Regions from separate parts of the Sus scrofa genome. Here region 2 is linked to region 1. Evidence: chromatin contacts called from public Hi-C data. All regions are on one chromosome and are shown on one strand. Each heading gives the region's core, a stretch centred on a gene start, on an enhancer-like site or on the middle of the called end of the contact. The rest is flanking DNA. Distances are from core to core; before and after follow the strand shown. Region 1 overlaps IFNGR1 (interferon gamma receptor 1). Region 2 has its middle 29 kb from the start of IL20RA.

Region 1 (6,008 bases), core at 1,967-4,466:
ATCCCACTTTGCTGTGGCTGTGGCGTAGGCCAGCAGCTGCAGCTCCGATTGGACCCCTAGCCTGGGAATCTCCATATGCCGAGGGTGCAGCCCTAAAAAGAAAAATAAAAAAACCAAAAAACATAATGCAAGATTATATTGCCATCATTAACACAAAATATCAAAGAATAAATTTAAGAAATGGCCTACTCTAATGAGGGATATAAGAATTGAATAAACATTAGAGAGACATTCCATTCTTGCAAAAGAACAATCAACTTTGGAAAGTGCTAGTTATTCCTAAACATTGTACAAAGTCAATGCAAGAAATAAAAGACCTCGAAAGACCTCCAAAGTTGGGGAAAACCTGGCAAAAATTTCTATAGTTCACACGAAAGAACAATCCTTGGCCCGAAACATGAGCAGTGAAGCTTGGCCTAACGTACTGAGAAGGGCCTCACAAGTTAACCCCCACAGAAAGCTGTAATAATTAAAAATATGCTACAGATACAAGAAAAGACAATGAATGGTCAGCAGTCCCAGGAGTAAGCTGAGGACTGGCGCATGACACATTTGACATTTGAAATCAGCCCAGGAATTTTGGACATGTTAATAAATAGTAGTGGGATAAATGACTTAAGTTATCAGGGGAAAATAGATGGTGAGTTGTGTCTCCCAAGAAGATGCGTTAAGTCCTAACCCACAGTAACTATGAATGTGATCTTATGGGGAAATGGCCTGTTTGCAGATGTAATCAAATTAACATGAGGTTTTACTGGATTAACGTGGACCCTGATCCAATGACTGGGGTTTTTATAAAGAGGGATCTGGACACAGAGACACATAGTGGGGAACAGGACAAGAGAGGCAGAGAAACATAGCTTGCAGGATTGGCAGCACCCCCAGAAGCTGGTAAGAGGCAAGAAAGGATCTCTCCCTAGAGCCATCAGACAGAATTTGGCCCTGCCTCTCAACTGTGAGAGAATAAAAGTCTGTTGGGAGTTCCTGCTGTGGCTCAGTGGAAATTAACCTGACTAGCATCCAAGAGGACGCAGGTTCAATCCCTGGCCTTGCTCAGTGGGTTAAGGATCCAGTGTTGCTGCAGCAACAGCTCGGATTTGACCCCTAGCCTTGGAACTTTCATATGCCTCGGGTGCAGCCTTAAAAAGACAAAAAAAGAAGAATAAAAGGCTGTTGTTGTAAGCCACCCAAACGGCTGATAATTTGTTCTGGCAGTCCTAGAAACCCAATTAATAAAGCTGGGGCCCTATCTCACTTCCTACATGAAAAAAAAATCTGGATAGATAAAAGAATTCAATGTAGAAACTAAACAAAGACTCCCAAATAGCAGAAGAAAACATGGGTGAAATTTTTTATCTTTTCGGGAAGGGGAGCTTTTTTAAGAATGGAAGGAAAAGATGAAAAAATTTGACTTTATAAACATTTTAAACATCTGTGTGATAAGACTTGGGTAAAAGGCAAGAAATTATAAATGTGTAACTCATGGCAAAGGACACAGTCAATAAAAAGCACATGAATAGCCCAAAAGCAATGGACAAAAGACAAGATTAGTCAAGTCACAGGAGAAGTATTGACACATAATATATAAAATATACTCAACTTTACTATGAAGGAAATGCAAATGAAAGCATTAAAATGTTCTATCTATAAGAGATTACAAAGATGAATTTCAGTTAGTATTGCTAGAATAAGAAAATAATTCTACTCACATTTGGCAGTGATGCCTATTGAAGTCCTTATGCAGAGCAGGCAATATCCTCTTTGGCAGTATCCATTATTTTCATATATTTGCCTCTTCCCAGTCTAAGGCCTGCATTTTTCATTTATCTTAGGGACTTAATTTTCATAATTTTCCCACAATAGATTAGATTCTATAAAGTATATGGATTTTTATAGAGTGTTATATATATATTCATATCAGCTTAAAAAGCATTTCATAAGACACTGTCCCTCAAACAAGTGAGCATACCAGTCCATGTTTTTCCACTAATAAACTAGCACTTCATTTTAATTTGCACTTTTAAGTGAAGAGAAAGATTTTTTTCCCCATGGCTTGTTAACTTATTCACATGATTTGTGTTTGACATTTTTTTGGAGTCAGTTAATTCATTTGCGTCTGAAAATCCCATCCTCTTAGTAATTCCCAAGACTTTTCGTGTGATATAAACTCTTGGATGGCCACATTGTGGTTCTCTCCTCACACCTCATGCCTCTCAGCTTGCGTGCACCCACTTCTGTGGCTTTGCCCCCCATCTTTACGCTGCAGACACCTCGTCTACCTGCTCTACAGCTAAATCTGCTTCCCCCCACATATTTGGAACACACAGCTTGTGTGTTCTCCACACTGGTTGCTAAATACTAAGATATAGATAGAAAAGGATCATTTTTAAAGATTAGGCTATTTTTAGGACTGTTTTAAAGATTTGATAGAAACAATTAGAAAATGATTCTACAACATTAATGCATGGAAAAAAATTAATAAATAGAAACAAGCAAATGAATAAAAAATATTCTAGGTAAACTAACTGCCTAAGTGTTTGAGTAAATGAATGCAAAAATGATTTTTAGAATGATTTAAAAATCCTTTACATGCAATGTTGCATAAAAATATATATACATGTTTTTATTTACACTACTAATTGTATTGATTTCATTACAATTTTAAGTACAACTCTGAAAAGCACTCAGGGCTGCTTCTCAAAACATTTGAAAAGACTGTACATATACACCTCCAAAAACAAACACCGCACTAAGCCACAAAAAAGAAAAAAATCCATTTTATCTCTTTAAGTGGTTAGAAAGGACCCTGGGGAAGTCAACCACAGCCAACCATAGGAGTCGGGGTTATTAGAGACGCTTTCACTGTTGCTGTTCGCACATCTAGATGGAAAGGTTCAATGGTCTGTTTTTGTTTTTAAAGAGTCTCTGCTGTTCTCAGACCCAATAAGACAGTGCCAAAGAGGCTCTTGACACTTTTATCTAAACCAAGATACTCCATTGGGTTATTAGCAACAAGACACAATTTCTGAAAACCTGATCTTTTCATGACATCAAAGCCGAAAAACTGCTGGGGAACAGCAGGCAGATCCTTCTGAGTTGGTGCCTCTTGGCTGATCTCAGGAAAACTCCTCGGATTCTGCTGTGACTCTATAGCCAATCAAGGACTCCTTGCCACCGTCATCCACAAGCAGATCCACTAACACGTGTGGTTTGTCATAACCGAAGGAGGTGGTAGTGTTTCTCAGTGCTACGAACTCTTGTCCTTCTGACTTTATCTCAGTTTTATTACTTGGCGGAAATTCTGAGTCAGAGCAGCTGTCCGATTCCACAAGGCCACTATCAGAACCATTTCTGGAGTGATACGCATTTAAAGTGATGCTGCAGTGTTCAGACTGGTTACTGCTCGAGTGGACAGAATTCTCTCTCTTTACTGGGGTCAGAGAGCTACTAGAGGCCATGTCAGAAATATGTTCTTCAGTGGTCACCACTTGCGTTTCACTAGAAAAATCTTCTCCATGTTCTGCTTTTCCTGGATTGTCTTCAGTATGCACGCTTGAAATTGTCCCTGGAGACAGCTGTTCGTTTTCTAGGGCAATTGGCTGGTAGGTGATGGGTGATATATATTTTGACTCAGATTTTGTCTCTGAAGAGGCATTTTTTACCACAGACAGCTAAGGGAAGAGAAATCAATGATTAGTATTAAACTTGAATGCTTATTTCAAAAAAAAAAAAAAAAAAAAAGGTCCAAGGGTAACAGGTAGTTAAATAAACCACCAAATGGCATAGTTAGGATAACAGTATAATAGAATCTGATGGTTGCCTTTTTCTTCTTTTTAAGGAAAATATATTAAGATTAAAAACAAGCTTTAAGAGTTTTTAGAAAGTCACTATCTCACCAACATATGTTGCTTTTTGTGTGCTATCTTCCACATGGATGTATATTTGTCATGTGAGGAGAGCTATTTCTTTTACAGAGTACGTCCACCGTTTGCCTTCCCAATTCTAATTTTCATTGGCTCTATAATTTTTTTTTTTTTTTGTCTTTTTAGGGCCGCACCTGCGGCACATGGAAGTTCCCAGGAGAGGGGTCGAATCGGAGCTGTAGCCACCAGCCTACACCACAGCCACAGCAACTTCTGACTGAATCTCACCACTGGCCCTCTTCCCTTCAATACTCCAACCATAATGAAGTATTCCTGTATCTGCAGATTTTCAAAAGTCATGCTTTCTTGACACTGGGCCTTAGTACGTACTGTCTCTTAGAACCTGGATAAATGTCTATCTGTCCCTTAGGACAATTCAGGCACTACGGCCTCTGGCAAAGTCACTATTAACCCCACCCTCTAAAGGCAGATGAATGCCTCGCTGGCATGGGTTGTAAATCTCTGCCTTTGAACCTACCACACTCTGCATCCAGGGAATACTTATCTTTCTTCTCCACTAGACTTTAAGCTCCTTAAGAGACTTTTCTAACTATGCTTTGGCCCTGTACATAAAAAACACCCCACTGCATAGTAAAAAGTACGTTTTGTTTTGGCTTTTTAGGGCCACATCCAAGGCATATGAAGGTTCCCAGGCTAGGGGTCGAATCAGAGCTACAGCTGCCGGCCTACACCACTGCCACGACAACGCTGCAGGATCTGAGATGCATCTGTGACCTACACCACAGCTCATGGCAACACTGGATCCTTAACCCATGGAGTGAGACTGGGGATGGAACCTGCATCCTCATGGATCCTAATTGGGTTTGTTAACGGCTGAGCCACAAAGGGAACTCCCAAAAGCACATGGTTTTGGATGTGTGGTAGATTGACTGATGTATGATAGGTAACATGCTGCTGAATATCAATCTTCTTTAAAAAACAAATTTAGGAACTATCAAAAAAGTTCAAATCACATTTTAGTGTACAGATGACTTTGAACAACTGGAGGTTAGGGTCTCAACAGTGAGTCCCTGTGCAGTTGAATACCCACGTATGCCTTTTTTTCTTCAGAAATTAAAAAAATTTTAATTTCTTTTCTTTTTAGGGCTGCCCCTGTGGCGTATGGAAGTTCCTGGGCTAAGGGCTGAATTGGAGCTGCAGGTGCAGGCTACACCACAGCAGCAACAATGCTGGATCCCAACTACATCTGTAATGTACACAGCTTGTGGCAACATCAGATCCTAAACCCACTGAGTCAGACCAGGGATTGAACCCACATCCTCACGGAGACTATGTACAGTTCTTAACCCACGAAGCCACAGTGGGAACTCCTATGTATGACTTTTGACTTTCCCAAAACTTCACTGCTAATAGCCTACTGTTAGCCAGAAGTCTTACTAATAACACAAATGGTCCACTTTCATGTTTTTCATGTTATATGTAAAATATCTATATATATTTTATACACCGATGACATACCTTTTTCTTAATTTTTTTCAATATGTCTAGGCTACAGGGTTTGTCTGTAAGTTTTTTCAAATTGTCACACACCTCCAAAAAATTTTCCAATGTATACATTGAAAAAATTCAAGCATAAGTGGACCCATGCAGTTCAATTCCGGGTTGTTCAAGGGCCAATTATTTATCATTAGAGAAAAGAAATATTTGAATACATTACCAAAGATTTGGGTAACATGATGTTTTCTCTCTTAAATGGATTCATTTTCCTAATTAGATAACATGCAACTATCAGGGCAAGTACTAGGAAGAGTACTAAGGCAGTAACAATTGGAATCCAAACAGAATCTAAGAAAAGGGAAAAAAAAATCATGAATTAGAATTATGAGGGAACATTATCTAGCAAATAGTCAAAGTCTTAGCACTATCCTTTTGTAGATCTGCACATCAGGTAATTACTATGGTCAGAGTTTTAAAGAACGCTGACATAGAGAGATGAGTAAAAAGTTAGGTACCTGTCCTAAATATCAATATGATTCTTCCCAGATTTGAGACTCTAAATTTTTTTCAACTATGCTGTCATGATACAATGTGGTTACAATAGCCTTTTCATAATAACTTCCTTAT
Region 2 (6,008 bases), core at 2,614-5,113, 50 kb before region 1:
TAGTCTGTAGTGATTCCATCCTTTTTACTGGGAATGAATTTCCTAGTTAGGATGTGGCTTCACTGGAGATGAATAAAAGTGAAATATAACTGACTGCTGCATGATTTCATAACTCTGTAAAAACATATCAACTGCTTTGAATTGGTCTACGAGGATATCTTCCTGTTTATTTCAATATCAACTTTCCTAATTACTCCAGCTCCTGTGCTCAGTGGGACTTCATGATGTCTCTTGGGTTCTAATATATGTTGTAATTCAATGCCAAATTCCATTTCATAATTTCTTGACAGAGGTAAAAAGTACAGTCGTACTTTTTCTCTCTAGCATCTGAAATCAGATGCTTCCTCAAATGAGGTGGTTAAATCTATCTTCCTTTATCATCTTTTAACTTATTGGCCCTATAGTAAGACACTTAACTGATAAGTAGAAACATATTTCAGACAGGTTGAACTGTCCCTATTTGAATTTGAAAAATTGGGGTGTGTTGGGGGGGGGTTTCCTAGCTCATACTCCAGAATGAAGGTGGAGTGTTTCTGAGGCAGAGAAATTGAGGGGAATGGGTTTTAATTTTGACATCCAAATTTAGAACTCTACCAAGTGTGTTCAAATAGAAATCTTTTTTTTTTTTATTTTTTTTTATTAAAATGCTCTAAAGTCTTGGTCACGGAGTGCTCCAGGTTAATAAACTGTTAAACAGCATTTGCAAATAATGAGACACTGACTCAGCATTCATTAATAAGAGAAACCAAATGGAGCTTATGATTTCCTCAGTCCTAGAATGTCCTCATGTCAATCCATTCTTCCTCATTGTTAGATTGGATCTCATGGTTGGTTCAAAAGTGGGATTTCTTTTTATTTATTTATGATTTATTTAAAAATTATCAGGAACTATATCTAGTCACTTTTTTTTTTTTTTGTCTTTTTGCCTTTTCTAGGGCCGCTCCTGCAGCATGTGGAGGTTCCCAGGCTAGGGGTCCAATCGGAGCTGTAGCCACTGGCCTACGCCAGAGCCACAGCAACGCGGGATCCGAGCCACGTCTGCAACCTACACCACAGATCACGGCAACGCCGGATCGTTAACCCACTGAGCAAGGGCAGGGACCGAACCCGCAACCTCATGGTTCCTAGTCGGATTCGTTAACCACTGCGCCACGACGGGAACTCCCATATCTAGTCACTTATGATGGAGCATGATGGAGGATAATGTCAACAAAAAATGTATATATGTATGTGTGACAGGGCTACCTTGCTGTGCAGTAGAAAATTGACAGAACAGTGTAAACCAGCTATAAAAGAAAAAAAAATCATTAAAAAATTATCTATCATTAGAATGTCATGATGATTACATGATGATTATAACATTGATTTTTAAGATGTAAAGAAAGTCAGGCATTTATTCAACAATTATGGATCATTATGTATCTCATACACAATGTTCTCTTCATGAGTCTTCATGTTGTCTAGAGGTCTAGTAGAATTCATTCTGAAAAAAATGTTTGGAAAAATTAATAATAATTCAAAAAGTGTCAAAATTCTTGTATCATATTCTTAAAGCAGTATGGACTTACTCAAGAGGATGAAGAATACCAGCTTAAAATTGGGCCATGCCTTCCATGTCCTGGACCAGTAAAATGTCAGAACACACTTACAGGAGCTGATTATCCTCATCTCTTCCCAGCTTCAAGTTTAGTGGTGTCAACTTCAAAGTGGCCATGAGAGAAATAATTGCACCATAGAAATTGGCAAGATCTACAAATTGGGGCCTTTTCTCCCCAGCAAGCTGGTTTTGAGGCCTTTACCTATATACTACTGAATGCATGTCATTTGATGTCTGAAGTCATTTATAACCCAAACTGTAATTCTAGTAATAAAGACAGTTGGGTTTTGAAATTTCATAGAAGTGAATTTTGGACATGATAAATGTTCTTAGAACCCAAAGCCCAGCCCCACTCCCAGGGTTTTTTTTTTTTTTTTTTTTTTTTTTTTTTTTTTATTCTGGCTTCACCACTAAGGAGCTATGACACAACTGTACCATTTTCCTAGAGCTGCTGAACAAAGCTCCACAAACTGGGTTGGCCTAGAACAACAGAAAGGTATCATCTCACAGTTCTGGAGGCTGTACATCCAAAATCAAGGGTTGACAGGGTTTGTTTCTTCTGAAGCCTGTGAGGGCAGATTGGTTGCAGGCCTCTCCTCTGGCTGCTGGTGGTTTGCTGGCCAGTTTGGCGTTCTTCGGCTTGTGGCAGCAGGACTCCCATCTTTACATGGCATCTCCCTATGCATGTGGCTGTCTCTTCACATGGCATTCTTTTTATAAGAATCCAGTTGTATTGCAGTTGGAGCTCACCTTCCTGCAACATGACCTTATCTTAATTACATCTTCGGTGACCTTGTTTCTCACATTCAGAGGCTCTGGGTATCAGGACTTCAACACATGAATTTTTAGGAGACATAATTCAACTCATAACAACAACTTATTTAACTTCCCAGTGCCTTAGTTTTGTTACTCTTGAAACAAAGATATTAATAATACCTACATTGTGGGGTTGGCATAAAGATTTAATCATTAGAGCACGTGAAGCCTTTTGAGACGTCTCGTCCCCAGCACACAGTGAGTTGTTGCTAAATGTCAGTTGTCACTGTCACTATTGTTCTCTCCTACTACATGTGCAGAGCCCCGCCTGGAAAGATTTTCTGTTCTGTGTTTCCAAACCCACATTTCCTCCCATCCAGCCACCACCCAAAGTTTTTACCACACACATAAAGATAATACAGAATGTGCTAGGTATGAAAGTCCCAAAGAGGTGAAATTCCTGTGGGAAAAATAGTTATCAGAGCCTTAATGGAGATGTTAGCAGACCTTGAAGATGGGGAGGAAGATTTGAATCCTTTTTTCAAAATCTCTTTTTATGCATCGGAGGGGTTCAAATAACTCATCTCTGAACTTCAACTTCTCATCTGTAAAATGAAGTTAACACAATTATTGCAGTGACCAAATGAGACAGTGTAGGTAAAGTGCTCATCAGATGGCTCAGCTAGAAAAGGTGTGCCATGAATGCAAACAAATGCAGTAGAAGTGCTGTGGGCAGAAATGGACAAATTCTCAGGCTGAGGACTGTGCTTTTGGGCAGAGCAAATCTGGGATTATTATCTCAGTAATTCCACATTCTAGTATAATGTACAGTGACAACTGGTTCCCCAATGATGACACAGGAGCACAGGGACCATGTTATTCAGGGGAACTCTGCAGCGGTTGCTGTTTGGCCCTCAGCAGCTGGGTTGAAGTTGAAGATGGCACTTTGAAATGCGGCCACAGGGGGTCAGTAGTGTGCTGCCGGGCCACTGAGAGGCAAAAACCTGAACCCCTCTGCATATCTTTAAGCCATAAATTTCCTATTCCAAACTAGGAGAAACTTATTCCTCCCATATTTTCAGATAAGTTGACAGATCAGCGTGAAGAAGGTTAGGTCTTCAGCTTCTGAAATAGAATAGGCTCTAACTGCTTCTTAAAGATTCACGAACTATATATGATACGAGTGTGTTTGAAGAAAAGGTGTTTTTATTTAACCTATGATTTGGCCAAGGGTAATGTCACCTATAACACATTTAGATCAGCCCTTTTCAAAGAAAATACACTCAAACATGCCTCTCATTCAAATTAGATTCTACACAATTTCACAGATCTTTGATTTTGGGGATGGTACTTCAGTACCCTGGATCTCATCCTTATGGACAACTGGTCTGAACTTCAATTTCTCATCTTTAAAACAGGGATGTTGCATTTGTCATAGTTAAATGAGAGTGTAGGTGAGGTGCTGATCAGAAAGCCCTACCCAGTGTCTTTCTTATTTGGGGAGGATCCAAAAATGGTTGGGAGACTGGGATTGCCCTACCCCAGTGGAAGCCAGAGGGAGGCAGATCCTTTTTCTTTTTGTGTTTGTTTGTTTTTTCTTTTTTTGGCCCTGTGGCATATGGAGTTCCCCCGGCCAGGGATCAGATCTGAGCCACAGTTGCTACCTCTGCTGCAGCTGCCTTTAATCCACTGTGCCGGGCTCGGGATTGAACCTGCATCCAGGAGCTGCAGAGACATAGCAGATTCCATTATGCCACAGAGGGATCTCCAGATCCCTTCTCTACTCTTGACCACTGGCTGCTAGAGCATGGGTGGGTGGCCAGTCTGGTGGTCCCACTGGGGCTGGGCTTAGGGCCACTTAAATATTATTTGTGATGGCAGCCGTGAGGCTGGTGGCATGGCAGGGTGTGCCCAGGATGAGCAGAGTTCAGCGGGACGTCTGCTGGGCTTTGCTGACCTTATTTTTGGCCTAAACACAGTTCTCCCAAACAATTCCAGGAACTAATTTGTATCCTTGGAGCAAATTCCTGTTGACTTTAAATTAGCCAGAAATCATCTGTCGTTGCTAGTGGCAGAAACACTGAAGTGTGCAAGCTTCAACCTTAAATTTTATAGTAAATATGCAAATTTACTAGTTCAAGAAGGATTCTGGCTGGTGGATTGTTGAGTTTCTCCTGAGTTTTATTCCACAAAAAATCGATGATTGTGAAAAGAACGCTGGATAAATCAAAAGGAGGCTGGTTTCTGGATATTCCAGTATAAATAAATTCCTTGGCACAGAAAGCTGGGTTTCAACCAGACTGCAGTTTGGGGCCAAGAAGATTGTCTGAGGGTGGCTGTGGGCACTCACCCACCTGGGCTGCCTGGATGAGATAGCTGGGTCCTGGCTTATCTTTCTTCCAGCTCACAAGGCTGCACCCAAGCTCTCTTTCCCATGGGGCCAGCTGCTTCTTCTCTGATTCCCCACCCCCACCAGACCTCCAAGAAACTTGAAGGGAAATACCTCTGAAACCATTAGCATGAGGGCAGCAGAAACACTGGGAATGTTTGTGTGTGTGGTTGACACGCTTCAATGTTAAAACACAGATTCCTAAGCATAAATCACATAGCAATACCACGTGACCACTAGCCATTGTAGGATTTTTCCCTTTAGATGATCTTGAAGGTCATATGCTCAGTTTCTAAAGTCAAGTTTCACTTAGTTTTGAAATGTTCATTGTGATTTGAAACCAGTATCTTAGAAACAAATGAGCAAAGTGAAACAAACTCCAAACCACTGTTGTTTATTTCCCCAAACTGCTCTTATCACACTCGCTAGGACGCTTTTCTCGACAGAGAACTCCCATTTCCTTCCTCTCTCTCCCTCGCTCTCTTTCTCTCCACATGGCAAATGTGTAATGCCTGGTTCTAAAGCACCCTGAACTTGGAAAGGTGAATTTTTTCCTCTTGCTCTTCCCTGCTGCCCGCCCTCTCTGCCCTTGCCTTGGGAACAAAGAGGTCAGAAGAGTTGACCTTATAAATGTCTGATGAAAATAGGTTTGCTCTCACGTAATATGGAAAGACGTTTGTATCATCTATATTCTAGGTTGATGATAAGCCGTCTTATACAATTGGTTGATTATGCTGGGGTTCAACTGTCTATTGTGCTGGAAAAGTGGAGTTGGGGGAGGTCCAAGGTAAAGAGATTGGTGGTAAGGGGCGGCTCAACTTAGAGCTTTTACTAGCAGTGAAATCTGAAGCCTTGACAAATCCCTGCAGTGCCCAGGTCCATAAAACAAATTAATGTTTCTTGCATCGTCAATATTTAAAAGCCACTTGGCGCACCATGTTAAGACACCTACGTTTTGAAGCATGTAAGGAAACAGCTGTGATCACATTTATAGTGTCCCGTTCAATAATATGCTTTCAATTCAAGGTGCGTCACTTCAAGTTGGCAATGGTTACAGACACATTTGCATTGGAGTACCTAAAAAAAGTTAAAATGAGATGAATTCTTGGAAACTCAAGAATTCACCTCCCTTTACTTAAAAACCTCTCTTTGAATGCAATGTTTTTGCATGGTGTTTTTTTCCTTCTAATAGCTAAATATATTTGAAATCATTTTAAAGTCTGAAATAACTTTTCTATCCCAAGCAGAGACACGCTTTGCAGCAAC

What was found. Hi-C and Micro-C count contacts between places; a contact is called where the count stands out from the background.
Region 2: a contact with region 1 is called in a Hi-C map of liver, with 6 times the contacts expected there. The contact joins two enhancer-like sites. A contact is called at or near these places in 1 of 5 promoter capture datasets (liver), 13 of 47 Hi-C or Micro-C datasets (alveolar macrophages, blood, brain and 7 more) and 2 of 2 datasets of contacts at active chromatin or transcription factors (alveolar macrophages and skeletal muscle).

The regions. Positions count from the first base shown.
Region 1 is chr1:27,054,754-27,060,761 of Sscrofa11.1, reverse strand. IFNGR1 (interferon gamma receptor 1) reads right to left here. Exons shown (of 7, transcript NM_001177907.1): 6 at 5,602-5,729; 7 at 2,599-3,671. The coding sequence ends at 3,117. Among named protein-coding and RNA genes, the nearest start is that of IL22RA2, 16 kb to the left of the region's middle. Within about 2 kb of position 3,216, at least 8 of the 83 cell types and tissues checked have an H3K27ac peak or open chromatin away from gene starts, as enhancers often do. A contact at or near this core is called in liver, where this site is marked.
Region 2 is chr1:27,105,791-27,111,798 of Sscrofa11.1, reverse strand. No RefSeq gene overlaps it. Among named protein-coding and RNA genes, the nearest start is that of IL20RA, 29 kb to the left of the region's middle. Within about 2 kb of position 3,863, at least 24 of the 83 cell types and tissues checked have an H3K27ac peak or open chromatin away from gene starts, as enhancers often do. A contact at or near this core is called in liver, where this site is marked.